Regions from separate parts of the Mus musculus genome. Here region 1 is linked to region 2. A link is a contact called in public Hi-C data. All regions are on one chromosome and are shown on one strand. Each heading gives the region's core, a stretch centred on a gene start, on an enhancer-like site or on the middle of the called end of the contact. The rest is flanking DNA. Distances are from core to core; before and after follow the strand shown.

The links. Hi-C and Micro-C count contacts between places; a contact is called where the count stands out from the background.
Region 1: a Hi-C map of uterus shows a contact between it and region 2, with 1.7 times the contacts expected there. The contact joins the enhancer-like site here to the promoter of Col5a1 in region 2. A contact is called at or near these places in 5 of 484 Hi-C or Micro-C datasets (3T3-L1-derived adipocytes, embryonic fibroblasts, nephron progenitors and 1 more).

What each region holds. Positions count from the first base shown.
Region 1 is chr2:27,951,809-27,958,146 of GRCm38.p6, forward strand. It overlaps Col5a1 (collagen, type V, alpha 1), which reads left to right. Exons shown (of 66, transcript NM_015734.2): 8 at 465-638; 9 at 1,161-1,217. Among named protein-coding and RNA genes, the nearest start is that of Col5a1, 69 kb to the left of the region's middle. Within about 2 kb of position 5,048, at least 19 of the 459 cell types and tissues checked have an H3K27ac peak or open chromatin away from gene starts, as enhancers often do. A contact at or near this core is called in uterus, where this site is marked.
Region 2 is chr2:27,884,789-27,891,184 of GRCm38.p6, forward strand. It overlaps Col5a1 (collagen, type V, alpha 1), which reads left to right and starts at 1,637. Exons shown (of 66, transcript NM_015734.2): 1 at 1,637-2,136. The coding sequence starts at 2,028.

The DNA of each region.
Region 1 (6,338 bases), core at 3,798-6,297, 70 kb after region 2:
TGGGATACAGGAGTTCCATCCATGAACATCACTGGTGGTTACCCATGCTACCAGAATAAAGCTCATAGCCCACTGTGTTCTTCACTATTGGAAAGAGCCCCAGTTTCCAGTGTGCAAACTCTTAATCAGCAACTGAACGCAGACCTCCCCAGGGATAGAGTCAGCTTTGAGGGACACTGTTGCTCCTTCCTGCCCTGACTTGTTATAGTGTCTTAGGTAGCCTGGAGAACCATCCCCATGGTGGCCGGGAGGTATGCAGAGAACCTTTGGGGGCCACAGGTCTTCCCTCATGGAATCCCCCTTGGACTTTATCTTTAGATGTTCTGTGGTGGGGCCACTGACAGCTCTATGCAGGAAGTGCTAGGCTCAGTGCCTGCTAGGCAGAGCCTGCATGTGGCCAGGCAGAGCCTGCATGTGGCCAGCCTCCCAGAGTGACTCTGCCACTTCCCTCCCTTAATCTGCAGCCAGCTCCAGGAGAAGGGAAGGATGACCTGGGCGGCGAATTCACCGAGGAAACCATCAAGAATCTAGAGGAAAACTACTATGACCCGTACTTTGACCCCGACTCCGACTCCAGTGTCTCTCCATCAGAGATAGGGCCAGGCATGCCCGCTAACCAGGACACCATCTTTGAGGGGGTAAGAGACTCAGCTTCTCTCTGCATCCCAGGGCATCTAGGTGGTGAGAAAGGGCCAGCGCTTTTAGAAGTCTGAGGGTGACTGAGTGAGGCAAGAGTGACATGGGCTGCCATGCATTTCAACTATTAATTAATTAATTAACTAGCTAGAGACACGTTCTCACTATGTAGCCCTGGCTGTCCAGAAACTCTCTATGTAGACTAGACTGGCCTGGTACTCACAGAGATCCACCTGCCTCTGCCTCCCAAGTTCCAGGATTAAAGGCGTGCGCCACCATGCCTGGCTGAGCTTCATTCTTTAAAGTAGCCTCTCTGATTCCTGTTATGGTCATCTGTGCCTCACTGCCTGTCTATGCTGGTGTATACATGGCTAAGGGTGGGGATGGGAGGTCTATTTCAGCTTGCTATCTTCCTCCAGTTATGAGGAGAGGTGACTAGCTGTGGGGAGAATTTCACCCTGGTTTTGCACAAGTTTTGTGTCATGTGGATTTTCTGTTCCTTTTCTCTCTCCCCATCTTTCCAGATTGGAGGACCCCGAGGTGAGAAAGGGCAAAAGGGAGAACCAGCCATCATTGAGCCGGTAAGGATTTCTGGTGGTGGTGGTGGTGGCGGTTGCAATGGTGGTGAGTGTGTGTGTGTATGTGTGTTTGTGTGTGTGTGTGTGTGTGTGTGTGTGTGTGAGAGAGAGAGAGAGAGAGAGAGAGAGAGAGAGAGAGAGAGAGAGCGCACTGTGGTGTCCTCTAACAAGCTCATGATGATTTGTAGGGTGTGGACAGATTGTGGGTCCCACTGTCTGCCTACCAAGCCATGCAAGAAGCCACACCCATGTACTCTACATCCTTTGTATCACAGATTCTTGGGAGAGGCTCTGGGGAGTCAGGGAATATTCTAGAGTTTAGTAAAGGTGATAGATCACACGTGTTTGTCCTTGTAGAGAAGGCAGAGGCCAGAGCACCTCTGCAGAGATTTCCTCAAGAGAAGGCACACAGACCATGAGAGGAAGGCTAAGCCAGGGGCTGGGTGGGAAATTTCTAGTGTAGGTAGCAGGCAGGGGGCAGTTAGTTAGGGCCTTCACCTCTCTGTGCCCTTTATGCCTCCACTTGAGCCTGTTTGCTGCAACAGGAAAGATCTGAAGCCATGCCAAGGGAATGTAAGCAGTGTTGAGGTAGGATTCCCCTTTGTGTAAAGCCCCATGTTATTAGACAGTGGAATCCTGGGTAAGCTAGCACCAGGGCCTGTAGAGAATGTGATTGTGTGCCATCCATGGCCCTCCTGGGTCAGAGTTTTGTGAGAGTCTGCCTTGGATAGGGCATTCTGGACCAGCTAGGTGCTGTGGCCTGCTTGGGTCTCAGAACTGTTGAGGTCAGGGTCTTGGCCCCAGACAACAGAAAGCTGTGTGATTGGCTGAGCTGGGCTTGGTGGACCTGGGAATGTGGACTCAGACCTGGCTTTGCCCCCAAGGAGCCGGCCACTGAGGTCGTCCATCCTAGCATCCTGTGAGTACACAAGGGAGGAAGTACTTGTCCTACATCATGGCCATTGCCAGGCTGAACAGCTGTCAGCTCCGGTGCCAGGATCAGCTTCTGGGACACTGCCAGGATCAGCTCCTGGGACTGAGTTTATAATGTGACCTTGGGACTTCCTAGGAGAGAGAAGCAGCCTCATAGGGCCCCCACCCTCTTGCAGGGAAAGAGCCTTGCTTGGCAGTGCTTAGTAGGCCAGTGGGCCAGGGCAAGCTCCCTGGCTTGGCTTCTCCTGGCCAAGGGGAGCCTTGGATGGAAGCCTCTTTCTGGTTCCAAGGGCTCTGCCTGCTGCTTGTGCCCCTGGCTCCCCCTGGCAGTGAGCCTGAGGACACAGAGGCTCTTCCCAGATCTCTTCCTAGATCTCTCTATGGGTCCAGAGAAAAGATCCTTACCTGAGGCTGTAGGATCAGGGCCCAAATCAGTGCATGGATTGCACACAGCGAAGGGTGCAGAGCATAAGGTTAGCCCAACATGGGGCTTTTTGCTCAACCTCATGAGAAATTTCAACTGAAGTTCATGTTCATGGGAGAAGGAAATTCCTGAAGAGGAGCATCCTAAGGGACTAGAGACTTATCCCCTGGAACATGTCTGAGGCTTTTTCTCTTCCACACCAGAGGAAGGCTGTGGCACAGATGCCCCCCCTGCTGTGCTGGGCCTTCTTAGAGCACCACATCAACTGCACTTGGCCCCAGGTGGACTTGGCCATCACTTGCAGCCCATTGATGGGCTCCCTGGTGCTTCACTAAAAGGGGCGTCTTTCCCGAGTCAATGATGTTCCAGAGAAGGCAGGCACCTGAGGCTCTGTGGGCTTCAAGGGTGGTCCCCAGTTTCAGAAGTGGTTGGGTCATACCTTTGAATAAGACTTACTTAAGCTTATTGTGTGTAGAGTTGGCACCCCAGTTCTGGGAGGAGAGAGGGGCATGCAGAGAGTTCCACTAGAGGGCTGCCCTGAAGAAGGCTGTGGGTGAAGGTGAGCCAGAGACAGCACTGAGAATGTAGAGGTGGCCTGCCGGACACCATCTCTATCTACATGGTCCAGTTCCTCTTCTCTGGGAACAGCACAAGCCATCTGGAGGCAGTTACAGAAGGGGCCCACCCCCTCCTGATGCTTGCTTCTTCCCAGCTTCCTCAGAGTGTCCACAGGGCCTTTGGTGAGTCCCCATGGAGAGAAATGTAAACATTTGGAATTGTCAACCCGGAGAATTGCCAGATGTCTTCACAGTCTTAGCCATACATAAACAGATGGAGGCCCTGGGGACTGGTGGTGCATACCCTGCCCTGTGTCGGGGTGGCTGATATCCCATCCCCTACATCTGCCCCACAGAATAGGTTTACACCAACTGCTGGGCACAGGGTCAGTGCAACCCTGCATCCAGAAGGACCTGGCAGGCCTTTTCCACCGAGGTTCAGCTCCTCTCATTTGTCAGCAAGACAAGGGGTTCCTCAAAAGGACAGATCTAGCTTGGCTGAGATGGGGGAAGATCCAGCAATGCCCTTGGCATCAGCCCACACTGGGTCAGGGACCACTAAGTCCTGATTGGACACCTCTTACCTGTTGGACCTCAAGCCGTTCCTGGTTTGTCTTTTTCTGAGACGATGTTTCAAGTATCCCAGGCTGGCCTTGCTATGCACTTGAGGATGACTTTGAACTCCTGCTTCTTCCTTCCTTTTCTGAGTCCTGGGATTGTAGACCATACCCAGTAACGACAGTGCTGAAGTTCAAACCCGTGGCTTTGGCTATGCTAGGCAATGTCTGCTGTGCGAGCCCAGCCCGACTCTGACATTGCTTTTAGTTCTGCTTAGCAGGTGAATGGACCACTGCTTAGCAGATGAACGGACCACTGTTAAGGATGGGAGCTGCAAATGACAGTACATACCTATGATACCAGGAAGGTTGAGGCAGGAGGATCTGAGCTCTGGGATAGCCTAGGCTACAGAATGAAGTTTGGTCAAGCCTGAGGTCTTCTGTTTCTGAATTTTTGTTTAACCATATGTACTTAAAGTAACAAAACAGCTTTTCATTTGTGTGTGTGTGTGTGTGTGTGTGTGTGTGTGTGTGCACATGCATGTGCACACACATGCTTTTTGGTATGGGTATGTGCAGTGCATACCTGTGGGTGTATGTACATATATACAGATGCCAGAGGTAGATGCCAGTTGACTTTCTCAATTGCTCTCCACTTTATTTCCTAAAGATTAAAGAAGATTAGTATGTCATAAGTGTCTGCTGTGTGTGTGCAGGTGCCCTCAGCATCCTGAAGAGGGCTCCCCAAGAATTACGATGGTTGTGATAAGCTCAGCAGTTGGCTAGACTGCTGGGCTAGTGAGCTCCAGGGCTCCACCAGTCTCCGGTACAGGTGCACACCACCATGCCTGGCTTTTGGATTATATTGTATGTATGTATGTATGTATGTATGTATGTATGTATGTATGTATGTATTTTGGATACTAGGGATCTAGACTCATGCTCACACACTTTATTGACTGAGCCATCTCTGCAGCCCTCAGGCAGGATGCTTTGACATTTCTGAGTTACATACAGTGAAGAGCTGAGCCTGCCACCCAGTGCCTTTCTTTGTGTGAACGTGGGCAGCATGTGCGTGGCTGTGTTGGGAGTTAGTGGGGGTAGCTGAGTTTACTCCTTACAGGCAACCAGTGACTGCAGCCCTGTAAGCCACAGAGACCATTTCCTGTAGTTGCGAGCCCCAGTGCATTCAGTGGTAGGTGGGTTGGTGAGGTACAGGGTAGAGATAGCGTGCCTCAGAAGAACATGGGACCGGGCTGCTTCCTCTATCCTTTTTAATCTGACCTGGGTGATCCAGGACTGACCTCCTGTGAGATCCAGCAATGCTGCCCCCGCTCTGCAAAACAACAGTATGTGTATCTGGAAAGACAGCTGCTGTCTCCTGGGCCCTGCAGTGTTCCCCTTAATCTCCCTTCCCAACTCCTGAGTCTTCCCAGCTGCCTGTCAGAGGAAATGGGAAGTGGGAGATGAGCAGCTTGGATGAGTTCTCCGTGTACATCGAACGCACAAATATTTCTCCTCGGCGCATCTGTGTAAACATGGTGTACGGCTTCCTAGAGACCAGAGGACCTCATAGGCAGTGTGAATAAGGCTTGTGTGTGTGTGTGGCACTTTGCAGCCCCTGGTCAGTTGTACCTCACCTCACCCCACACTCCTTGGCTATGGTTGACCAGCCTGCCAGGCCTCACACCTATGCCTACATAGGTCTTTTTTCACTTGTCAAGACTAAGCCCAAGTTTGACAAGAGAGTTGTGGGCTTTCAAAGACATATCTGAGGCATCCATTATCCTGGGAGAATAGCCATTCCTAGTTTCCTTTGGCTGGGAGACTAGAAAGGGACCTGGCCCAGGGCCAAGGCCTCCAGCCACTCACTCATTATTCTTGCAATCTCGAGAGTGAATAGGCAGACACTATGCCTGTCTTGCACGTGGCTAGCCTGCAGGCATGCAAGTGTCTCGACAGGGTCCTGCAGCTATCGACCCAAAGCCTGTCCAGACTCTTGAGTACCAGCCCCACAGGACTCTTGTGTTGATTTTGCCCCCCTCTACTCATGCCCCAAGCACAGATCCTCTTTCCTAAGGTATACGTGGGGACTCAGAAATTCAATGTTCTAAGTGGGTGGTGGTAGGGAGACCAAGAGAAATCTGGGAGTACTTTTTGAAAGAGGACATCCAGAAATACAGATCCTAGAACAGAAAAGCTCTCTTTTCAAGACAGAGCCAATAGACAAGAGGAGGGGGTTGGGCACAGCAAGGGTTAGTGGCAGGATGGACCAAGGGCCCAGGAATGATGGAGAGAAGAGTGATGTCAGCAGGGCGCTGGGCAGAGGAGGGACTGAGCCTTCTGCTGGCTGAGGCAGGAGGCCTGACTACCCTAGGCCTTCCTAGCTTTTCCCATCAGTCCACCTGGGGTCCTGGGCCCGGGGTCCATTCTGTCCTTCCAGATACTCTTCAGACAGACAGCAAAGACAGCACAGGAGTTGTGTCTGGGCTCTGTTTTCTCATTTTGGCAAATTGCGGTGTTTTTGTCAAAGTTGTGTTTGAGGGGCGCCCGTGGGCCCCTGGTCACTGGCTGGAGTTCTGCAAAGATAGAGTGCTCTCCCAGCACAGGCTATTTCCCATGAGCCCTAGCAGGACCGACTGACCTCTTGGCT
Region 2 (6,396 bases), core at 387-2,886:
GCTTGGTGAAAGCCTCCGGATGGCTGAGGTTTTCATCCCCATGAAACTCACCAATGGAATGGCACATAAGCACACAGTATACACAGCACACACACAGAGACACACATATGCATGTACATGCCCCCACATGTGTTCATACACACACACATACACATCTTATCATTTATACAACTTACACACATACATAATTATTCCATAACAAGTACAAGCTGGCTTTTAACTCTTACTGTACTGTGACTGAGTCTGTCTGTCTGTCTGCATGTCCACTCAAGCTTGTTTCCCTCTGCCCTCTCTGTACTCTGGATAGAATTTAGGACCTTTGTGCACAGCCTCTGAGCTGCATCCCCAGCTTTCCTCCTCTATTCTGTGTACTGTCTGATGTTCCCTATAAGGTACATTCCACACTTAAGCAAAGCTTGAATTAAGTCAGTACTAGCCACCCCCATTCAGATTCAAGAACCAGAGCATGGCCATCCCAGCAACTCCTCTGACTGCCTTTGCCCCCTGACTGCCTCTATCCCCTGACTGCCTCTGCCCTCTGACTGCCTTTGCCCCTTGACTGCCTCTGCCCTCTGACTGCCTCTATCCCATGAATGCCTCTGCACCCTGACTGCCACTCTCCTCTTGTTTGGAGAATAATGAGAAACTAGGGAGCCTGAGGATGCAGCCGGAGAGAGATGTCCCAGGCCGGTCTCCATCACTACAAAATTCTTTCAGGCTGCAATGTGTTCAAAGGGAGCGATAGCTTTGTGTCTGAAAGCCTTCTTAATTCACTCTGATTCTTTCTAAACAAACCCTGAAGCCCTTGGAGAAGGGCAGGGCAGTGAGTCAGGCTTTTGCAGGGCCTCCCAGGCCTGGAGAAGTCTGGGAGAACTCCTGTCTCCCTCTGCTGTAGATGGGGAGCTGGGAGCCCCTCTCCTTTTCCAGCTGTCAGCTCTGGAAGGGGGCTCTTCCTTTTCCTTGTGAGTTGTTGGGCCACTAGGGACAGCAGTAAGGCGGTGGGGTGGGATCTGAGACTGACCTTCACCTGATTAATAACTTGGTCACTCCTTGTTCACTTAAGGCCCCTCTGGGCATCCTTGACAGTCTGGTCTGTGGAGAGGTAGAAGGCAGGTCCCCAGCGCTGTATTGGCCTGTCAGTCATAGTCTAGGGAGCCCCTTCTGGCTGAATTGCAAGTTGAGTCTCCGCCCAGAAGAGGAGCTCTCGGAACTCCTCCTTAAAGAGAAAGTTCTGTGTGGTACTGCAATCTCTCTTTTGAATTCCAGCGATCAAACTTCGGGGGTCCCTCAACGTTGGTTCTTGGAGTCTGGCCAGGTCGGGGTACCTGAGGCGGGAAGAATCTAGGATCAGGGTGGGCCATCAGGTTTTGGAGGCCGCCGCCCAGAGCGGGGAGAAAGAACGGGGGCGCCGGCCCCGTCCCACGTCCGCTCCCGCCCCGGGCCAGCCCCTTCCTCGCCGCGACTCGCCCGCTATCCCCACCCCCTCGCCCTCGGCGCCCAGTGGGAGGCGGGGACCGGCCTTGCTGAGCGGGGCGCCGGGCTCTGATTTGCTGCGGGCGTTGGGGGCGGTGGGGGGTGGGGGAATCCACAGCCTCCGCGTTGTCTGCCAGCAGCGAGGGAGGGAGGGAAAGGGGGGAAAAGTGCTCAGCGCCGAAGGCGAGGTCCGCACTCCTGGTCCCCGCGGCTGGCGCAGGACCTCACTCCAGCGGAGCGCCCACGGGGAGCGGGTCGCGGGGCAGCAGCGGTGAGGAGGCCACGAGACTAGAAGGAGGAGGACAGGGAGTGCGCGAGCAGCCAGCGAGGGGGTCCCGGCCGTCCCGGGCCACAGTCGATCCCTGCGCCGTGGGCGAGCGCGCCCGCTGCCTCTTCCAGAACAGCCACCGCCGCGGGGGAGATCGGGCGGGTGCCGAGCTTCCTATGACTCCCTGAAGTTGTCGTGCTCCCCTAGCGTCCGCCACCCGGGACGTGTCTCTGGTCCCCGTGCATCGTGTGCGTCTCCCGCTCCCCGGCCCGCGCACCCCGCCGGCATGGACGTACACACCCGCTGGAAAGCTGCGCGCCCAGGCGCCCTGCTGCTGTCTTCGCCGCTACTCCTGTTCCTGCTGCTGCTGTGGGCGCCGCCTTCGAGCCGCGCAGGTAAGAGTGCTCTGGGGACCGGACCTCGGGGACTGTAAGAGGTGCGCAGAACCTCCGCGCCGCTGTCATCTCGGGCTCCTTCGCCGCCGGCCTCCTCCGAGCCTGCAGAACTTTCCTCCTTGGCCTGTGGAATGCACCGGGCAAGACAACGAATACCATTCGTTGGGGGCCCAGGAGAGGGAGCCGGGCCAACTCCATCCCCGCGGCGTACCGCCCCCTCCTCAAACGGGCCTGCTGGGTGGGGCTGTTGGTCGAGTCAAGGAAGAATCTGCCTCGTGTTAGATCCCAGCAGAGGTGCTCACACTTTTGTCCCCAAACCTCGCATTTTCTGTCCCACATCACAGGCGACCCGCTGCATCCCACGCAGCCCTTAAGCAGAAACTTTCCTTCTGAAAGCTGGAAAGGGCCGCCCCCTAGAGTCAAGGCCATTCAGTTCCTCAGGGACGCCTAGGGGTGGAGGGGGATCCCAGAAGTTTGAAACCCCAGCTATGGACTTCCCTCTGTACACACCCTCTTGCTTGTCTGAGCTAAGTTTCTGCAATTCCCAGGGGACAGAGTTCCCTGTAGTCCCTGACAAGTCTTCAGGGGCACTGGGGAGCCCTGTGAGGTAGGCCAGCCCTACTCCTAGCCGTCAAACCTCCAAACCCCTTAGAGGTAGTTTTCTTGGGCTTTCTGCCCAAAGATGGGATGAACGGGAAGCCTGGAGAGGGCCTTGGAGTCTGGGCTGGGAGCTTCTCAGATGATCTGCAGATGTGAGACTCCTGCCAGGTTGGGTTCTCTGAAGGAGCCCTGATCCAATGGGCAGAATCAGGGAGGTACTGGGATTGTCCCTGTCTGTATTTCAGCGCTTTCAGGCTCAGGTCTGGGCAGGCATATTATTTTCAGCATCACTCTTGTTAGTTAGTTGTGGGATAAACCTCCCCAGAGCCCTTAAACACCATAGCCCAGGGTGGGAAGGCACCAGGCATGTGCTGATACAGGGAGGCGAAGGCAGTTAGAAAGAGTTCAGGCAGCCGAACAGCGGGTGGAGTGGTCAGCCCTTGCGCAGTGACAGGGCTCTCCTTAGCTTAGCTGGTGTTACTAGGACTAGCAGGAGAATCCATTTCCACCCCCCATGGCCAATTACAATATTCTTCTCCTGCTTTCTGGCACCATTAGTGTCCAGTGGCCACAGGATGAGCAAGAGTGGAAATGGGAGGGGCCAGGGCCTGCGGGGACCGAGGGAGAGCATGGGCTGACGATGCTCACTCTTGTGGAACTTGGACCAACTGCCCCGGAGTTCCCAGGGTTAAGCTAGCAGTAGGGAATGCTGAAGGCCCTCAGGAAAGTGTGGAGGAGAGACAAGAGAGGTCAGCCTCTCTTTTCCCTATACCCCCACAATGTTCCCCTGTGCGCCCCAGAACCCCAGGAGGGAAGCCTTCAGTGGACCTCTCGCCTGGGAAGCTGGGGTTACCACTAGCATAGGTTGGGTGTTCCGGGTTCACCCTGTCCACCCTGTACCTTGTCCCAGCCCTGCCCTGTCCTGTGGCCACCTACCTCTCTTCGTCACTCTATTACTATGCTCTGCCCCACTTCCCTGTGCTGTTGAGGGTGCGGCCATTTGGAAGGGGCTGCCTGGGTCCTGGCTGTGCTGTTAGCTGTTTTGCTTTGGACAGAGTTGACTTTTAGAAGCACATAAAGAAACTGCTTTTCTGGGTGGGCTTCGGGAAGCTTTCCCCTCTGCTCCTGTGGTGCGACCCACTTTGAAGTCACCCTCAGTGCATGGCCAGAGGGGCAGCAGTGCACGTTTGATGCTGACAGGTCAGGAGAAAGTGCAAACAGACCCTGCTCTGCTCTCCCTCTCGGACCTGCCAGATGTTTTCCGAGGTTTCTGTGAGCACAGATCCTCTGTCTCTCTCTTGGCCAAGTGTGTGAAGGAGTGAGAAGTCCGATTGCTCTGGGAGCTGCTAAAAGCCTTAAGGGGGGGAGGAATGAGAAATGAAATGTGACCCCAATATTTGGAAATTGAGGTCATCTCTTCCATGTGCTATTGGTGGGCTTGGGTCATGTGACTGCTTTTTTTGCAATAATTTGCGGGGAAAGCCAGCCAAGTTTTGTAAGACTTGACAGATACTGAATGGTTAAATTTCCTGTGACTCAATGAGTTGGCTACAGGGACATCCTTGGGCCTTCCCTCCTCTCTCCCCTCTCCTCCCTCCCCCCTCCTCTCTCCCTCCTCTTCTCTCCTCTCTCCCCTCTCCTTCCTCCCCTCTCTTCCCCTTATCTCTCCTTCACTTTTCCCACAAAGTCCAGTCTGTAGAAGCCCCCTGTGTCTGTCAGGGTGTATTACTCTGGCTGCAGGGTTGGAGCTGTGTGCCCTCACCAGCTGTGTGGTAGATGAGTCCCCTCTGGGGGCTAGCTCACAGCCTCTTCTCTGATGATGCTGTCTTGGGGGCTGGCCCTGCGGTGCTGGCCAGAGACTGCCCCTCTACCCCACCCTGTAGATATTTCTGGATGCTCCTCATAGTCACACCCTTAGCCGAGGGCAGCTGATGCCCGCTGCCTGCTCCTGCCTCTGGCTGGAAGCCTCTTTCTTCATTTAAAAAAGCAAACCAAAACAACTTCCTGTACCCTCTTAGGGTTACAGTTGTTGAGTAGAATACAGATTGTACAGATCTAACCCAGTCCCCAGGGTCACAGCAGGGATGGTGAGTGGTGCCCAGTGGGTCAGGAAAGCATTTTCTCCCCTACCCCAGGACACTGTTTGCTGTAGTCTGGGGCTCAGGGAACAGTGAATACTGGTGGCTAGTGTGCTGGTACCTGTCTGGACAGAAGCTCAGCTGTGGAGAAGCAGAGCTGACTAACCTGGCTGGAGCCCTTCCTGCGAGCCCTGGCCCACTCCCACTCGTTCTGTTCTTTGATCTCACATCCATTTCCTAGCTTTCCCCTGGGAGACCCAGTACCCTGAGCTACGATCCCAGCTTGGGGGCCCAGTCCAGGCAGGGCCCTGGGGGACAGATGGGGTGTTCCACTCTGCCAGCGCCATGTCTCCTGCTGCTGCTGCTCCTGCCTCTCCATCTCTCCTCTCTCCCCCGGCCCTTTCTTTCTTCTTCTCTCTTATTCTTTCCCGCCATCCTCTCTCTCCTTGAGGTCCACAGCCTTCTGCAGGGGCTCCTTATCTCCTTTTGGATCACCCAGGCTCTTCCCAGTCACCAGAACCTTCAAGTACCACAGACTTTATTTAGCTTGCTCTTGGTCTGGAGGTCCTGGGGGTGGTGGTGAAGGCATTCCTCATTCCTTCTCCACATCAGACATCTTTCTTCTTGTTCTTAGGCCACTTCAGACATGCTGGCCCTGTGAAGCAGCAATGGAGGACATCTCCATGGAGTCCCTGGTGGCCTGACCCCTTTCTTTTTATTACCATCCCTCACTGTGTCACCTCCTTCTGGTTTAATTTTGCTTTTGTTGAATATTCCAAACTTATCTAAGGAGGTTCTCCCTGGACTGTCTTCCTTGGCTGGAAACCCCCTCATCAGTGGGTTGGCAGGTCCCCAGTTCTTGCCTGCCTTGTTGACATTACACCAGGAGAGCAGAAATGCTACCAACAAAAAATAAGTAGGTGTCCCAGGGCCCCACTGGTATCCCCTTCCTGTTCAGGATGGGAGCGTGTCCAGGTACCGTGTTAGCAGGATACACTCAGTACAAACCAGACGGGCCTTGGCTTTGCCCGTGGGAACTCTGCTGATGGTTGGTGGAGGACAGCCCTTGGTGGTACTGCACCTTCAAGGGATGTGCATGGCTGAGAAAGCCAGCATGCACTGTCTCTGCCTCTGAGGTTGAAGGTTAGCTAGAATGAGTCTCTGCCTCAGTTTTCCTTCCTGAAAAATGAGAAGACTAGCATCTGCCACTTTGGGGAGGTGGGTGGGTCTGAGACTGTCTGGTGGTCCTGCCAGTTCCTCTTAGGTAGTGACTTAGGCACTGGGATGAAGGGCCATCTCACAAGCTGTGTTCTGTGCTAATGGGCAGTGTTCCCTAAATCCTCTCCAAACATCATGATTCTAGAAACTTGGGCAGAAGAGTGTGTGTTCAAGGAGGTGCCATGCATCTCCTGTCTTTCTGCCTGGCTCTCATATGCATGTGGCTCCCTGGCCAGTCACATCTCAGAGGTATTGTAGTCACCCGAGGAGTGTGTGTGTGTGTGAAGGCACTGGACAGGTCAATTTCAGGGTTATTCTCTGTGTGTATGTGCACGTCAGGCTGTGTGTGAGTGTAATGTGCTTG